Linked DNA regions of Ovis aries: region 2 is linked to region 1. Evidence: chromatin contacts called from public Hi-C data. All regions are on one chromosome and are shown on one strand. The core of a region is the stretch at or near the end of the contact, and the rest is flanking DNA. Distances in the headings are between cores, read along the strand shown.

The links. Hi-C and Micro-C count contacts between places; a contact is called where the count stands out from the background.
Region 2: a Hi-C map of tail adipose tissue shows a contact between it and region 1, with 2.8 times the contacts expected there. The contact joins the enhancer-like site here to the promoter of GADD45G in region 1. A contact is called at or near these places in 3 of 16 Hi-C or Micro-C datasets (omental adipose tissue, retroperitoneal adipose tissue and tail adipose tissue).

What each region holds. Positions count from the first base shown.
Region 1 is chr2:24,392,072-24,397,928 of ARS-UI_Ramb_v3.0, forward strand. It overlaps GADD45G (growth arrest and DNA damage inducible gamma), which reads left to right and starts at 3,120. Exons shown (of 4, transcript XM_015093022.3): 1 at 3,120-3,279; 2 at 3,551-3,652; 3 at 3,766-3,979; 4 at 4,076-4,686. The coding sequence starts at 3,227. The coding sequence ends at 4,186.
Region 2 is chr2:24,503,051-24,508,907 of ARS-UI_Ramb_v3.0, forward strand. The region is part of intron 1 of LOC132659284 (a long non-coding RNA gene); the gene reads left to right. Among named protein-coding and RNA genes, the nearest start is that of GADD45G, 110 kb to the left of the region's middle. Within about 2 kb of position 2,806, at least 9 of the 54 cell types and tissues checked have an H3K27ac peak or open chromatin away from gene starts, as enhancers often do. A contact at or near this core is called in tail adipose tissue, where this site is marked.

The DNA of each region.
Region 1 (5,857 bases), core at 1,870-4,369:
TATGACCGGCAAACTGGATATGGGCTATCCCAGAGCCAGTAGCTTCTGCGTTTGTCTAACTTGTAAGAATGGGGAGGGAGTGTCTGGTGAAGGGCCAACTTAGACTCCAGACAATATGTTTCTTTCCTAATTGAGGATGAAGCCTTTTGGGCCATGTGGACTGACCTAATAAACCCATGTGAAGTCATATCCAACGTCAGAAAGGCGATTTTCCTGAAATTCAATACCTTAAAAATATGAGTGAAGTAGATAGCCCCAGGGAGGTGTCAATCAGGCCTCTTCTTAGGGCTGGCTCAGCACCAACTGGAAATGCTGTCTCCTGTCCCCCCTCCCCTCCTCTGGGGTCCGGGTGTGAGGCCTGGTGTGTAGGGAGATTTCCAGTGTTTAAAATGGGGAGGGGGAAATAAACTCTAAGATGTCAAATAAGTCTCATTTTTGCAATGATACATTTTCTGGGGACCTGAAACTAGTACATTAAAAAATATTTGATACTTTTAAAAGCAATATCTATGTTTCAATCACTTAAAAATAAATATATCTTATCCAATCAAGGCACACCATCATTTTGTTTACCACTAACGAAGAAAGAAGGGGCTTCCCCGGCGGCTCAGTGATAAAACAATCCACCTGACAATACAGGAGACGCAGGAGATACAGGTTCGATCCCTGAGTCAGGCAGATCCCCTGGAGGAGGAAATGGCAACCCACTCCAGTATTCTTGCCTGAGAAAATTCCATGGGCAGAGGAGCCTGGTGGGCTACAGTCAGTTCATAGGGTCACAAAGAGTTGTACACATCTGAGCAACTGAGCATGCAGTGGGCAGTAAAGAAAGAAAGGAAATGGCAGCAAAGGAAAGCCACAGGATGCCAGCAATGGGGAGGGAGCAATTAGAAAACAATATAATGGCTACCGGGGGTGGGGGCGTGTGAGGGGGAGGGATAGGTTGGGAGGCTAGGATTGACCTATACGTGCTACTACATAAAACAGATGACTAATAAGAACTTTTTGCGTAGAACAGAGAACTCTACTTAATACTCTGCTATGACCTACATGGGAAAAGAGTCTAAAAAAGAGTGGATGTGTGGTGTATATGTATAACTGATTCACTGTTGTGTACACCTGTAACGCTGAAGATCAACTGCCCTTCAGTGGGGGGGCGGGGGGCGGGGGGCGGGGAAGACACCTCGGATTTCAGCGATGTTAGGTGAGCAAACACTCAATTGGCATCTGGGAAGTGTTCCGCTCTCTCAGCTGTCCTCTGCCAGCTGGCCACCGGGGGGCGCAAGAAGCCAGTGCACTCCGTTGTCTTCCTTATTTCCTGTCTTGCCGCAGAGTCGGGACTCCCAGCACACCCAACAGCCCCTGCACCCGCTATAGCTGTCCTGCCCAGTCTCAAAAACCTCACCTAGTAAGGGTTAAGGCTGGGTGGCGGAGACAGAATGCACCTCAGTGCACATAGAGAGATGCAGGCACCAAAAATTATAAGCTCAGTGAGCAAACTTTCTGGAAGTGTCAACTTCCCTGGTGGCTCAGATAGTAAAGAATCTGCCTGCAATGCGGGAGACCCAGGTTCCATCCCTGGGTCGGGAAGATCCCCTGGAGGAGGGCATGACAACCCACTCTGGTATCCTTGCCTGGAGAATCCCATGGAGAGAGGAGTCTGGCTGTAGAGTCCATGGGGTTGCAAAGAGTCGGACACCACTGAGTAACTAACATTCATTACACAGGTCCAAAATGGCCCCGGCCAAGCAATGTCTATTAAACGCTCTCAAGCTCTCATTTAGTATTATTTCTCTATTCCTGGAAAACAAGCTTTTAATACATGCATACTTAGGTCAAAATTTTTCAAAATAGCTTGCCAAATATAGGCTTTTCTTCCGTCAGTACTGGATTGGAGTCTCCTTTTGTCTTCATCTGGGTTTTGCAGTTTTTGACTTCCATTAATATGTAGCTTAGATGGGGCTCAGCTGACTCTACCTGGGCCCCTCCTTGATCAGAGGGCCAAAGGCCAAGTCCCCACAGTATGTCAATGGAAGTGCGGGGGAGAGGTGCTCAGGAACTTTCCCGTCGGCCTGTAGATGGCGCCCCGGGAAAGGGATTCCAAGCGTAGTTCCCAAAGTTCTTGGGGTCCCCACCCGGCTGCGAAGAAGGTGCAGCAGCCAGGTGTTCCTTCCAACTTCCACGGCTGCTCCGCACGTGCGCTAGAACCTTTTGGGGCGGAATTTCATGCAAACGTGTGGTGGGTGCAGCGGGGCCGGTGCAGGGGGCGCGCATTGAGGAGCGCAGGAGCCCCACGCGGCCGCGACCCACCACGCGCCGAGCAGCCCGGTGACCCCCACGCGCGGCGGGGCTCTCCCACCCCACCCAGCGGCAGGTGGACAGTGTCGCTATGAAGAGAAAGCTTCAATTGTCCCTCCTACAAACCGCCACACGCCAGACCTCTGCTATTGTGCACCCGGCATAGAAATGCAAACGAGCCGCGTGTTCCGGCCGCAATCTGCTTGCGCGCCCTGGCGCCCCGCAGCGCTTAGTAGCGGGCCGGGAGATTGGCTAGACTTTGCAGCGCGACCGGGTCCGGGTCTTGATTGTGCTAGAAGAACCTCGCGCTCGGGGCTCTGGTGTCAGCTGGAGAGGGCTGCTTTCAGGCCTTTAGCTAGCTTAGCCAGCGCAGCCTGTTTTTTAAGTTCCGGTTTAGAAGAAATGGTTTCAGAAACTCCAAATTAAAAGTGAAGAAAAAAATAGAAAAGGTAGCAAGAAAAATAAATGCAAAAAAAATATTCATTAGATTTCCCCAAAGGTGCATTTCACAAATTGCAGCGTACTGTTAACAAGTGAGGGTTTTTTCCCCCCGTAACTTTTTCCTTTTAAGGACTTAAAAAAAAAAGGCGAGATGAAATCTGCAGGCTCCAGTCTGCCTGGTAACACCCCGACAAAAGCGGCAGATTTGAGGCATTGTCATCCCCCGCACCCCTCCCCACGTGGCCTTCTGGCACGAGCCGCGGGCAGCCGCCTCATTTGCATCAGAAAGCGGGCGCGGGCCAATGGGCTCGCAGGCTCGCGCCAGCTGGCGGCGCCACCCGGCTCAGCCTATATAAGGGCGCAAGGCGGCGCTCCGGCTTACTCGCCGGCAGCGGGCTCACCAGGCTTGCTCGCAGACTTTCCTTCTTCGCTCGCGTCTGCTCCGCCCTCTGTTCTTGTGGATAACTTGCTGCTCGCAGATCGCAATATGACTCTGGAAGAAGTTCGTGGCCAGGACACGGTTCCAGAAAGCACAGCCAGGTAGGTCGGCGCCTAACTCCGGACGTCTCGGGGCGCGCGGGGACCCTCGTCCTGCCCTGGCCGCGCTGGTTGGGCGATAGTCTTTGGGGCCCGCCTGGGTGGAAACCGGCTGGGTTGGGAACCCGCTGGGTGGAAGCCGGGCGCGAGTGTGCCGGCTGGGCCGAAGGTGCGGCCGCCTGGGCTGGCGCGCCGGGCTGGGGCGCTGGGGGTGCGTCTCCGGGTCCAGGGATCTCAGGGCACCCTCCGGCTCACCGTGCTGGCTTGTCCACAGGATGCAGGGCGCCGGGAAAGCGTTGCACGAGCTGCTGTTGTCTGCGCAGCGCCAAGGCTGCCTCACGGCCGGCGTCTACGAGTCAGCCAAAGTCCTGAACGTGTGAGTATCAAACGCGGCCCGTGGGAGGAGCGGCAGGGAGACCGGGGAGACAGTGGCTGGGGGCGCCCCTGGCTCCTCGACCTGATCTCACCACCTCTTGCTCGCCCGCGTAGGGACCCCGACAATGTGACCTTCTGCGTGCTTGCCGCTGACGAGGAGGACGAGGGCGATATCGCGCTGCAGATCCACTTCACTTTGATCCAAGCGTTCTGCTGTGAGAACGACATAGACATCGTGCGCGTGGGCGACGTGCAGCGGCTGGCGGCGATCGTGGGTACCGGTGACGAGTCGGGGGCACCTGGAGACCTGCACTGTATCCTCATTTCGGTGAGTGTCGCCTCCGTGCCGATGTGATCCCTGCCCCCTCGCTCTCCCGTCAGCAGCCAGTGCCCAGCCAGGCTGACCTCTGCGTTCTCTCTGCAGAACCCCAATGAGGACGCATGGAAGGACCCCGCCTTGGAGAAGCTTAGCCTGTTCTGCGAGGAGAGCCGCAGCGTCAACGACTGGGTGCCCAATATTACCCTTCCCGAGTGACAGCCCCGTGGGGATCCTTGGTTTGATCGACGTGGTGACGCCCCGGGGCGCCTAGCGCGGGGCTGGCTCTGTGGATGCGCCCTCGGAGGGCGCCGGAGTGCGGCGTGGAGACTGGCAGGCGGGGGCGCGTGGAGAGCGGCGAGGAGGTGCGGTTCCCTCCCGAGGAGGGGCCCGGCGGCGACAGGGGCAGGCTGGCCCCAACCCAGGACTCTACAAGTGTGGGGAGCGGCTGCTCGCCCAGGAAGGCCGGAGGCGGGACCTTGGCCGCGCGGCCGGGAAGGACAGACTGGCCGGGCAGGCGTGACTCAGCAGCCTGTACTCCCGGCAGAAAGGAGGGGAAAGGCAAGTCCAGGCGGCTTGGACTTGTACGGTTACAGGAGCTCTGACGGACTTGAGCAGTATGCACTGCTGTTTTCAAAACGGATACGGGCGATGCTTCATTTTCTAAAGGATTATGCTGCTGCAGCTTTGAGTTTTACAATAAACTTAACTGAAACAAACGTACTCTCTTTATTGAGGGCAGGGTATCTTTGTCTGTGGGGGAGGTGGTCAGCGGGACTGCTGCTGATTTCTGAAATTTACGGAACTCCATGGCACCTGTTCCATCTTCCTGTTGGCGCTGAATGGCAGGCTCCTGGGGTGCTGGAAGTGGGGGAGGGGACGCTGGCTGGGTGTTAGGGCAGAACTTGAGCCCTGCTCCTATTTCTCTCCCTTCAGGAAAATTTTTAAACTTGCAAGACAGGAGCATACTTGGGATAAGACATCAGTGCAGCAGCTGGCCATCCAACCCGATAGCAGAGACCTTTCCCTCCCCTCCCCCTTCTTTCCTCTCCACCCCCTCCCTTCCAACAGCTGCTTATGGGAACAGCTTGCAGGATGCAGGCAGCTCCTTCCTGCACAATGAGCATTGCCTTCTGCAGGCACTGCCCTTTGTGGTCTCTGAGGATGGTGGCAGACTGCTGTCAGGAACCATTTCCCCTTAAAGGAATGGCACTTACGGCAATGTCACCAGGGTATTAATATCGCATATGACATGACTGCATTTAAGTGTGAGTCATCATTTTGTCATGACTGTGATAGATCTTAAGATCTGAGCAAAAATGGCAAGGGAGTGTCTGCACAAATAGGCGTAAGCAATTCTGAGTGGGGCCAGCATCTGCTATCTACTATTTTGAGTGTTCTCTGCCCACATCAGAGTTATGAGGACTGCTACTATTCACAGCAGCATTGAGAGACTTACAGAAGAAAAATAATTCAAATCTTTTGGGCAAAGTCTTAAGAAGGATGTAGGAGGAAATGTACTGAGTGAATCAAACTTTTTATATTATTAAACTGATATCTTGCTTTCATGCTGCTGCCTGATTGTACTGCTTTTGGCGGGGGAATATACATGGAACTGCATTGCTGTTAGCAAGCTGCCCAGTGGTCCGCCATGCCTTCCAGGCAAAGGAGGGTTAGTGTACTTTCTCAGCAGTTCCAGGCAGCTGATTTGCCTTGTCGTGTGCCACTTCACTCCATATCCTGAAAGAATTAAAAGAGCTGTACGAGCCTAATGATTTCTGCTGCAAGGAAAGCATCTTCGTTTCACATTTATTAGCTCTTGAAAATATTTCTCCCTTGATTAGACAGAAGCTCAGTGAAATAATTCAGCTGTGTTTGTGCCAAAGTTTC
Region 2 (5,857 bases), core at 1,556-4,055, 110 kb after region 1:
GCTCCTCTTGAGTGAAAATGATCAAACCTCCAAAAGTTACAAGGTTCTAGAGTCAGCCAGGATCTCTTCCGAAGATCTGCAGCAAGGACTCTAGCTGCATGTTCCTGCAATATCTGTGCTTCTCATTACCCGTGGAAGAGCTTCACCATTTCTCTTAGAGGAGTTGAAACTATACCCTGGGGCGTCACTGAGGAGCACAGTTTCTGTCTTCCCTCCCAGGAAGCGTTTGTTGAGGACTGGCGAAGGTCACCCAGGGTTGAAGTCATCCAGCCTGCTGGCTTCTGTGAGAGGCTGGTGCACAGTGCCCCGACACAGAGCCTGCCCCTGGGAGATGCGGGCTCAGGAGGAGACAGCTGGAGGAATAGGTGTCAGCCGGAGGAAGAGGCCTGGATATTCCCCCACACTCCCCTCCATGTGTCCATCTTCCTTCCCCACCTCCTTGCAGATCCTTTCTGTACCAGACAGCCCAGCTCTGGAAGAGCCAGGGCCACGTCACTTCCTGCCCCATACATCGCTTCTATATGCCTTCCTAGTAATCCCTCATCCTTGGCCCTCTGTTCTGTTTACTTTCTACACTGGGAGGACTTGGCTGAGCTCATCATCTATTCTCGCGTTCTTCCCCTGCTCTGTGAGCCTAGCTTCCTATCACCCTCATCCGAGCTTGCATATTGCCTTTTCAGGGACCCTTTTCCTCCCATCAGGCCTGAGTCCTGTTCCCCCTCATTGTTTCTTTCTCCTGTTGGTTGCCTTCCCCACTGTTCTGCTTGTCTATTGCTGCTTGAGCTTTCCTGGTGGCTCAGACGGTAAAGAATCTGCAGGAGACCCAAGTTCAGTCCCTGTATTGGGAAGATCCTCTGGAGAAGGGAATGATTACTCACTCCAGTATTCTTGCCTGGAGAATCTCATGGACAGAGGAGCCTGGTGGCTACAGTCCATGGAATCACAAAGAGTCGGACACGGCTGAGCAACTAACACTTCCACTTTTCATTATTGCTGCCTAAACATGTACTGCAAAATTTAATGGTTTAAAATGGCAAAGTTACTCTGTGCCAGGGTGCTGTGGCCCAGCTGCCCTTGCTAGAGTTTCTGATGTGGTTGTAATCAGATGGTGCCCAGGCCTCTGGTCACCTGAGGGCTCCATGAAGGGGATGATGCCTTAGTCCACAAGCCGGGGGAAGGGGTTGGTGGTCAGCTGTTAGCTCCCACCCACATGTGATCTCTCTCTGTGACTTTGGCTTCTCACAGCCTGGCGGCCAAGTCCCAAGAGCCAGCATCCCATGAGCCTGGGGCAGCTGGAAGCCCTCTTCTGACCTCACTTCTACTGGATGAGCAAGTCACTGAGGCCAGGCCGGGTGCCATTGCAGAGGATTAGAACCCTGGCTGGGGACTGCCAGGCCCCACTGCCTAAGAGTGGTGGTGGGTTGTGAGCTGTTGTTTAGCCATCTTTGGAAAATACAACCTGTCACTGTGCCGATCACTGTTTTCATTTCTTTCTTTTCTTGCCCATCCCAGTGGGTTGGAGGCTCCTGGAAAGCAGGGTTCCCACACCTGGACATTCATGCTAAAATGAAAAAAACAAACAAACAAACAACTCCCTGTTGCATTTTGAAAGGAAGATAAAACTCTGATTAATGTCAAAGGAATAACATTTTAAAAGAGGAAGTACAGGCATAATTAACTGGGATTTCTGCTAAACAGGGGCCAAATAGTTAAGGGCCAGCACTCCTTTGCTCTCATCCATTCATTCTTTGTTATTTAATTAAAAAGATATGATGTAACATTTCCATGATTTGCCAGAAACAGCCCTAGGTGCTGGGGACTGAAAAACACTTAAAAGCGACACCTCTGTGTTCTCAGGGGTGAATTTCCTTGTGTTCTCATGGCAGTAATGTTTCTTGTCTGTTATTGCTCCATGCCAGGCATTGTGGCAAGACTCCCACACACACATGGATCTGCTGAATTTTTACAACTGTGTGGGGTGCAACAGTCCCACTTCACAAATGCGGACTCAGGTTTAAAGAGGCTAAGTGGCAGCCTTATTATCTACAGCTCGTGTTCTTCACCATATTTTGTGATTGGCCCCCATAACCCTGTGTGATTGTGTCATGGGCCCCCATCACCCTGTATGATTGTAAGATGAGCCCCATCACCCTGTATAGTTGGGTCATGGGCCCCCATTACCCTGTATGATTGCATCAGTGGCCCTCATCACCCTGTATGATTGTATCAGGGGTCCCCATCACCATGTATGGGTGTGTGAATGGGCCCTATAATTAAATGTGTGTGCCCAGGTTGCATGTCCTAAGCTACTGCTCCAGGCTGTGTACACCAAAGCAGCAAGGCTGGGAAGAAGGAAGTGAGCAGGGCCCAGAGGGTGGCTGGGGGGTCCTGTGGGTAGGTGGTCCAAGGCAGTCTCATCTCCTCCCAACACGAAAGAGTCTGGAAATGAAGCCTGGCCCAGGGCCACGAAGGCATCAGGCTCTCAAGGGATTTGTATAGAGCTAAACTGTGTGGTGCCAAGTTTGTTTATTCTTGGCTGAAATGACTTCCTTTTTTTCTGAAAAAAAAAGAGGCCCATGACAGACATGAAATATTTCTTGCAAACAACTCAGTGCTGTGCTCAGGCCCAGTGACTCAATGCCATGTGGATTATATTTCCTATAAAATGCTCCAGGGGTGACAAATCAAGGGGAAAAGTGTTGGACAGGAGACTTTTGGAAGTGGGTTGTCCCCAGTGTAGACATGTTATTTCCCCACACTCTTTCCTGTGGAGACAGTGGCAGAGCGAGAGGGAGGCAGGGTGGGACAGTGTGAGGCAATGCCTCCCGCCTGTGCTCTGGGGACCTGGGGCGTCTGCACAAATGTGAGGGCTTAGCACTGCTTCTTGAAGCATTTCTTTGCTTGGTGGGTGTGTCAGCTTTTTCACTCAGGGCAGCTTAAATGGCAGAAACTTACTGTCTCATTTCTGGAGGCTGGAAGTCTGGGTCAAGGTGCCAGTGGCTGGTTCCTTGTAGGCTGTGAGGGAGACTCTGTTCCAGTTCCAGGAACTTGCTGATCCTTGGCTTGTAGACATATCATCTTAATCTCTTCCTTCACATTCACACGGCATCTCCTTGTGTGGGGGTGTGTTGCTGGGTCCAAATGTCCCCTTTTAGCATGAGGACCCAGTCATATTGGACTAGAGCCCACCCTAATGACCTCATCTTAACGTGATTAATAGCAAAGACCCTATTTTCAAAGATCAGTTCACAGGTCCTGGGAGTTAGAATTTGAACAGATCATTTTGGGGAAACACAACTCAATATATCCCAGAGGTTGTTTGAAGGTTTTCCTCTTAGGACGTTCCTGGTGGTCTAGTGGTTAAGAATTTGCCTTTCAGTGCAGGGGTCGGGGGTTTGATTCCTTGTTTGGGGAACTGAGACCCTACACGATGCAGGGAAACTAAGCCTACTCTCCGCAAGTCTTGAGCCTGCAAGCTCTAAAGCCTGTGCACCACAACTAGCGTGTCCACGCCCTGCAGCGAAAGATAGTGAACGCTGCTCTGATGATGCCACGTGTTGCAACTACGACCCAACACAGCCAAATAAATCACTAACGAAACATTAAGAATTGTTCCCCTCTCTTCTCTGTCCCTTCTCTTTCCTCCACCCACCCTGCTCATAAAAACGCCCTCACCACATGTATCAGGATACAGGCTGAGTTGCTCTAGCAAAAGGAACCCCCGCTAGACTAGTACAGCTTTCTTCCCCTCTTGTGGCACAGGGCAGAGGCAGTGGCATGGGCCAGCAAGGAAATTTGCTCTCTGGGGTCACCAGGGATATCAGACTCCTTCCTTTTTCCTAAGGAAAACCTTCGCAACAAGGCGCCTGCCTCAGTGTCCCCTGGATGGCTTCCTAAAACAGACTGTTGGGCTCCCCTTGAGGTCCACGTTGTGTGCTCATACCCTTCTGCCTTTGCAGACAGGTGGAATTGACTGCGGGCTTCTGTCTTCTAGCTGGCCTGCCCTCTAGGACTGGCACGCTTGGGAATCTGCAAGCCCAGCTCCCTGCCACAAATCAGAAACCACGTTTATGCATATTTATGAACTTACACACACGCATACATACATTTGTATCTATACTACATTAAAAAATGCTTGCACATAGGCTGGGTTAATGCCATTGAATGTCCCTGTTATTCTTTTAAGGAAGTCTGTACTGTTCAGACAGCAACGTCACAGAGCCTTGGACCTTCTCAATCCATCAGAGCCGTCTGCATGACCTTACATGTAACAGAGGTTCTGCGGTGCCGTCTCTGGAAGTCCACACTACAAGAAGGGCAGACAGACTGACCTTTGGGGAACTGTGAGGGCTCCCTGGGTGTGCCCCACTTCTCTGCTGCTTGTGACCATGACTCCTCTTCTGTGTGTCCCCAGTATATAGCCATCCATGTTTGCCTGTTGCTTGAGGACCAACCATCCCCTTAGATGTTTGCTTCAACCACATTTAGGGAACAAAGGGCCTTGCCTCCTGCTGGGGTCTTTTCTGGAGGCCTGGAGTGGGTGGAGACCCTTCAGCAGCCTTTCTCCCTCGCTCAGATAAAGGTTGGTACCCCGGTCTAGCTCCCAGACATCAACTGGCCCTTTTTAGCATGCTGGTGGTTCAGACAGTAAAGAATGTGCCTATTGCACAGGAGCCCCGGGTTTGATCCCTGGATTGTAAAGATCCCCAGAGAAGGAAATGGCAAACTGCTCCAGTATTCTTGCCTGGAAAAGCCCATAGATAAAGGAGCCTGGTGGGCTATAGTCCACGGGGTTGCAAAGAGTCAGACACGACTGAGCAGCTAACACACACACACACACACACACACACACACACACACACACACACACACACGCTTAATCTGGAAAACAGCCTGAGGCCCAAACTGTGATAGTGCTTTGCTGGGATTGCAAACTGGAAAGCAGGATAAAGGAGGGAAGTGACTGAAGATAGCTGGGATGGAGAGTAAATGCTGGGGTACCGGCCTCACCAGCCACAGCTTCATCACTAGCACCACCGCCTGCTCCCTCTTGAGGACTGACAGCAGGGGCTTTCAGAATGGTCTGTGGTCATTTAGGGCAGAGGAAGGAGAGAATTCTCTGCCTCTTGTCTCTCCAAGGTGAACACCTCTCCCACTGCATCCTCCCTCATCCCCTCCTCCCTCCTATCCCCTCTTTCCCCCACTCCCTGCACCAGTATGGACCTCTACTGTCCTTATGGGGAGTTGGAGCCACAGGTTCAGCCTGGTCAAGGTACCAGTATCAGTGGGTAGATGACCCATTGCTGCCAGTGAACTCATGCATGGGGCCCCCAGATATGCAGTGATGGTGGCAGTTTGGGGGACCTGAAGGATACAGGCATGGATTAGAGGTGTCACATTAGTGGACCTCCTTAGAAAGCTAGGGAGGAATCAGAAGTCGTTACCCATAGCTTTATTCTCAAGTATAAATACTCATGAAAATCACCTGGGCCCCATTCTGGAAATTCTGGCTAATTAGATCTGTGTTGCCCCTTGATCTTCATTTTAAATAAGCCTTCTTAAAACAATATGGAGGTTCCTCAAAGACTGAAAATAGACCTTTCATATGATCCAGCAATTCCACTCACGGTATATACCCAAAACAAATGACAACAAGATATTGAATAGATACACGCACGCCCATGTTGATTACAGCATTTTTCACAATAGCCAAGATGTGGAAACAACCTCAGTGCCCATCAGTGGGTGAGTGGGTGAAGAAGACGTGTTATATACACACAAAGGAATATTATTCAGCCACGAGAAAGAAGGACATCTTTCCATTTGCAGCAACACAGATGGAACTCTAGAATGTTAG